Regions from separate parts of the Oryctolagus cuniculus genome. Here region 2 is linked to region 1. Evidence: chromatin contacts called from public Micro-C data. All regions are on one chromosome and are shown on one strand. The core of a region is the stretch at or near the end of the contact, and the rest is flanking DNA. Distances in the headings are between cores, read along the strand shown. Region 1 overlaps EPB41L1 (erythrocyte membrane protein band 4.1 like 1). Region 2 holds the start of EPB41L1 (erythrocyte membrane protein band 4.1 like 1).

Region 1 (2,734 bases), core at 85-2,584:
CTGTCCTCTGCTGTCCCTGTCTCTGCCGCAGCCAGTTTGACAGTCAAATGTCAACAGTCCGCCCCCAATTCCAGCAGGCGGCCTTATGGAAAGAGCGAGACAGATCTGGGTTCAAATCCCAGCCCCACAACTTCCTTTATTTAGTAGAAGACAACGGGGCAGAGGCGGAGAGCTCGGGTTACGGCGTCTCTGCTTCGGTCTTCTCTTCTACAAAGCCTGTCTCACCTGTCACTCAGGCACAGGATGAGACAGACAGGAGCTGGCTCTGCTCTGGAGGAGGCAGCCGCTGAGTGACAGCTGTGGTGCTAGTCTTATTTATTTATTAATTTATTTGAAACACTTACTTATTTATTTGAAATGCAGAGTTACAGAGAGCGAGGGAGAGACAGAGAGACAGAGATCTTCCATCTGCTGGTTCATTCCCCAAATGGCTGCAACAGCCAGGGCTGGGCCAGGCCAAAACCAAGAGCCGGGAGCTTCTTCCTGGGCTCTGGTGTGGGCCACCCTCCACTGCTCTCGCAGGCCATTAGCAGGGTGCTGGATTGGGGGAGCAGCCGGGATTGGGACTGCAGCGTCCCGGGTGGTGACTCTATCTGCCACACCACGGTGCCAGCCCTGGTCATTCGAATCTGTAATGCCACGATCAGGAGATGCGTGACCGTGGTGTTTCAGCAGACGGCAGGAACTTGCCTTGGTCTGAGTTCCAGCTCGCTCAGTTCCCTTCAGGAATCTCTGGGTGTGAAAGCTGACCAGGGCCCCACTGTACAGACAATGGAGTCGAAACCCAGCTCAAGGTCATGGGGCAAATTCACGAGAGCGCTGAGCTATACCCCAGATCTCTTGATTTCCCCCAGCCTTAGTCCCGGGGGCCAGCTAACTGCCCAGTGCCACGTTTGTACGCGGACTTGAGGGGAGGGGACGGTGACCTTTTGGGTCCCAAATACCAAAATGTAGCTGACCTCAGCCAGAACGGGACAGGGGCAACCTCGCGGCAAGCCAGGCCAGAGGCAGGGTGGTGCCCCGTGCCGGCGGACCAGGCCAACTGGGCCGGCAGCCAGAGTGGCGCCGTCGGCACAGCTCAGGGCCCTCTCACCCGCCACATAATAAAGTAATTATGGGATTAGGGATAAAATTAGTCACTTGTGTAATTATTTTCCTAAGAACAAGAGCAGAAAGGGCCTTTTTACAGAGCTGCTCCTTGGCCCTCCCGAGAGTATTCAAGCAGAGATGCAGATGAGCACGCGCGCGCACACACACACACACACGTGCACGTGCACGTGCACACAGCAAGGGCAGTACATGGAGGGGGCACTGGCCCTCCGTGGCAGGGCCTCCCAGAGGGTCTCTCTCCCCAGTGTTTGCCTCACTGAACACCATCGCAAGTCCACTGCCTCCCTGCCGGGCCCCTGCCCGCGGAGTCCTGTGGGACAGTCCCCAGCCACAGCGTCTCAGGCCCAGGCTGCCCCGCGTCCCCTTGATCTTGGGGGCTGCTGACACAACAGCGGCAGGACCTAGGGGTCCACTAAACCCAGAGCCATCCCTAGCATTGGCCACCGTGCTAAGCAGCATGTCCAGGTCCTTGTGCCCAGAACCTGTGAAAGGGTCCCCCCACAGGACCACAGGGAGTCAGCGGGTGCGACCCGTGAAGCACTTTGAGAGGGTGAGACAATCTCAGATCGTCCAGACAGAACCACTGCGATCACAGGGTCCTCGGAAGACAAAGAGGGAGGCAGGGGAGGCAGAACCAGGGACGTGACAACAGAAGCAGAGAGTGGGGACCGGCGCTGTGGTATAGTGGGTAAAGCCGCTACCCGCAGTGCCGGCATCCCATACAGACGCCGGTTCGAGTCCCACTGCTCCACTTCCGATCCAGCTCTCTACTAATGGTCTGGGAGAGCAGTGGAGGATGGTCCAAGTGCTTGGGCCCTTGCACCAGCATGGGAGACCCAGAAAAAGCTCCTGGCTCCTGGCTTTGAATCAGCGCTGCTCCAGCTGTTGTGGCCACTTGGGGAGTGAACCAGTGGATGGAAGACCTCTCTCTCTCTGCCTCTCTGTAACTCTGCCTTTCAAACAAAATAAATAAATCTTTAAATAAATACATCGTCAAGAAGCAGCAGCAGAGTGGAAGAAGGCTATGGCCAAGGGACCCGGGCAGCCTCAGAGCCTGCCCTTGCCACTCCACCTGCGCCAGGTTGTCAGCCCCCTAAGGCCGCTTTGCAAACATCCGCCCCCCAGAACCCCAGGGGAACACAGCCGCGTGTGTCGAGCCACTGGGTGTGTGGTGTTTTGTAGCAGCAGCGTCAGGAGCTAACACAGCTGCCTGAGGAGGGAACCAGGGAGTCCACCTGTTCCCGCAGGTTGAAACCCTCAAGGAAACGCCCACCTCAGCCCAGGGAGACCCTGGGGCCCAGAAGCCCTCTGAATATGCCTGCAGGAAGGGGCCTGGCTGGGCCCCCGCTCAGGCTCGCGTGGACGTGGGGCACCCGGGCGCAGGCTGTGTGCTTACCCCGCCACACGGCAGGTGAATCACTGCGCGGCCCAGCCCCCAGCTGAGGAAATCGGCTCAAGGGTTAGAGAAGGGCCTCCGTGAAACTAGGCCGCCCCCTCCGCGCTGTCCCGCCTCCCACCCCAGGGGGAGCTGGGGGAGAAATCGAGAACCCTGCCTGCCCTTCACCCAGACGCCGCGGGCTCTGGGCACGGCCTGAGGAGCGGCCACAGCTTTGGGCCAGAATCC
Region 2 (2,734 bases), core at 164-2,663, 38 kb after region 1:
TACAGCAGAACTTACAAAAAGAGATACACGGTACACTGTTCACGATAAAACACACCTAGGCACCCAGAGTAAGGATCAGAAAGGCACCGCCCTCCAGGGCATGGGGAAGGGTGCAGACACGCCCCAGGGTGCCTCTCAAAGTATAGGGGTCTCCGGAGGGGGGATTCCGGGGCGTGGGACACGGCCCTTTAAGAGAGTGATTCTTCCTCCCAATCCTTTCAAGACACCTGTGAGGTGGCTCTCCCGGGCAGGGGTGCAGGGGGGATAGTGGCTGACCAGGCTAAGCTGGGTCTGGCCCTAGGCGACAGTGCCCGAGCCACGACAGGAAATGGCTCTCTGAACTGGGCTGGGTCACCGCTTGGAGACCGCTGTCGCCGCCACCCCCACCCCCAGGACCCCTCCCTCCACACCCATTCGCCCACCCCCTCACGCGCGCACCCAGGATTCAGGCAGGACACGCCTTCCGCTCCTGCTCGGCTCCGAGCGCGGGCTCCACGGTCGGGCCCAGCTCCCTCCGGCCCCCGGGGTGTGGCCGCCCACCTGCCAGCAGGGAGTCTCTGCCCGGCTGGGCCGCCCCCGCCGCCGCCGCCACCCACCGCCCGGGCCAGGTGCCGGACTCCCGGCGACAGCAGCTCCCGGGCCGCCGCCCCCACCCCTTCCTCCCGACAGTGCGGAGACAAAGCCGCGCACACGCACACGGGGGCTACGCGGGTGCACACCCGCGCTCACACGCGCACACACGGGAACCACACTGGCGCGCACACGGCGACACACACTCACACCTCCCACCCCTGGCTCCAGCCGCAAGCGAAGCCACGGGCACACCCTCGGTAGCACGCACACACTCTCGGCTACACACTGGGACACACCCTCTCACAGACACACTCGCGGAGGACACCCGCAAGCACACACGCCCTCACCAGAGGTGCTCAGGCCACCCGCGGGGCGCACACTCGGCGCACACGCGCGCGCGCGCCCCGAGCATCCCCTTGCACCGATCCCGAGCACAAGCGCGCTCACACCCACACGCCCGGAACCCTGGGCCCCGACGCACGTTCCCGCGCCAGCTCCGAAGCGCTCGAACCGAGCCGGAGGCTCCGGACCCTGGCGCCCGCCCCCCGGAGCCCGCCTGCCGGCTGTCAGTGCTCGCGAGTCGGGGACAGCGCCCGCAGCGCCCGGCGATCACCCCCCCCCCAACACACACGCGAGCTCGGACGTGGAGGCGGCCCCGGGGCCAGCGCCCGGTGCCGGGCGGGCTCACCTGGCGGCCGCAGCTCGGCTTCCGGACGCTGATGTCCCTCGGTCTCCGCGTCCGGCGGCCGCCCCGGCGGGCTCCGAGGCGCACTGGAGCTGCGCAGAAATGCCCCGCTCGCTGGCTCACTCGCTCGCTCCTTCCCTCCCTCCCACGGCGCTCAGCCCCCTCCCCGCCCGCCCCCACGCCCCCTCTCCCCCTCCGCCCCGCCCCGGCCGGCTGCCCCGGAGGAGGCGGCGGCGGCGGCGATCCCGGCAGCCCAGGCAGCAGTCGCCGGCGGACTAGCGAGCGCCGCGGCCAGTCGGCGGCGGCCGGAGTCACGCCAGAGCCGGAGCCCAGGCCGGGGCCGCGCGTCGGGAGGAGCCGCGCCGGCCCCGGGGAGGGGAGCAGAGGAGGGGGTTGCGCCAGCGAGCCCGCCCGCCGCCGGGGTCCGCCGCCCGCCTCCGCACGTGGGCCCGGCGCCTACCTGAGCCGCGGCGGAGCTCAGAGGCCCGGCGCCAGCGGCGGGGCGAGGCGGAGCAGGAGACCCCCGCCGGGGCCTCGTGGCCCTCTCAGTCCCAGCCGGGTGGGCTCGGGCCCCGCCCCCGCCTCCTCCCGGGTCCCTGCCAGCGCCGACCTCGGCTTTCCCTGGCTCACACGCCTCGGCTCTCGGCCCGGTGGCCCGGACTAACCCCGCGGTCCGGAGCCCGGCTCGCCCGCCTCGTCTGCCCCGGGCCGGGACCTGGCCTACGCCCACCCGCCTCCACGCCACCCTGCCATTGTTCCTGCGGCCGGAGCTCGCCGCGCATGGCGCCGGGGGCTGCGGGGACCCTGACGCCCACCTTCCACAGGCCCGGGCACCTCCACGGTGGAGTCCACGACACCTACCGGCGTTCCTTCGGGTTCTGCTTTAAGTAGACTGAGGCTCCGGCGAGGGAAGAACTGGCCTAAGTTGAAGGAGCCCAGGATAGCGTCTGTGTCCCCACACCAGAGATGAAGAAATCGATGGATTTCCTGCCCTGGGGCTCCTGGGGCAGGGCCAGACCCTCCAGAAGCGCCCTGGGCTGGGAACCCGGGCCTCCTTTGTTAGAACTAAAGCCCAGAAGCCCGAGCAAGAAGCAGTGTTCGGGAACTTGTGAGGTTTTCCTGCGAAGTCAGGACGCGTGCAGAGGCCTGCTACCTGCAGGAGCTTCCACTGCTTTGTCTCATTTGGCCCTGACCGCGTCTTAAGCGGCAGCGGGCCTCCCCCCATTTTGCAGCTGGACAGCTTGTCCCAGGTCTCCCCTCCAGGCAGGAAGGCCCAGGTGAAGCCCAGCAGTGCCGGTTCCTGGTTTTGGTCCCTGCCTCTGCTATAGGAGGATGCTAAAAGCAGGTGCAAAGTGAGCCGCTGAGAACACCAGGAGTCAGGGAGGGACCCCGAGAACTTCCACACATGGAGGGAGGGCAAAACTAAGCAGACCTGAGCATGGCCTGTTCAAGAGGGAAAATTATAACTAAAAGGAT

What was found. A called contact is a pair of places that touch in the nucleus more often than the background predicts.
Region 2: a Micro-C map of ear pinna shows a contact between it and region 1, with 2.1 times the contacts expected there. The contact joins the promoter of EPB41L1 here to the enhancer-like site in region 1. A contact is called at or near these places in 2 of 6 Hi-C or Micro-C datasets (ear pinna and skin fibroblasts).

The regions. Positions count from the first base shown.
Region 1 is chr11:22,147,012-22,149,745 of mOryCun1.1, forward strand. The region is part of intron 2 of EPB41L1 (erythrocyte membrane protein band 4.1 like 1); the gene reads right to left. Among named protein-coding and RNA genes, the nearest start is that of EPB41L1, 38 kb to the right of the region's middle. Within about 2 kb of position 1,335, at least 1 of the 8 cell types and tissues checked has an H3K27ac peak or open chromatin away from gene starts, as enhancers often do. A contact at or near this core is called in ear pinna, where this site is marked.
Region 2 is chr11:22,184,813-22,187,546 of mOryCun1.1, forward strand. EPB41L1 (erythrocyte membrane protein band 4.1 like 1) reads right to left here and starts at 1,414. Exons shown (of 24, transcript XM_070051888.1): 1 at 1,262-1,414.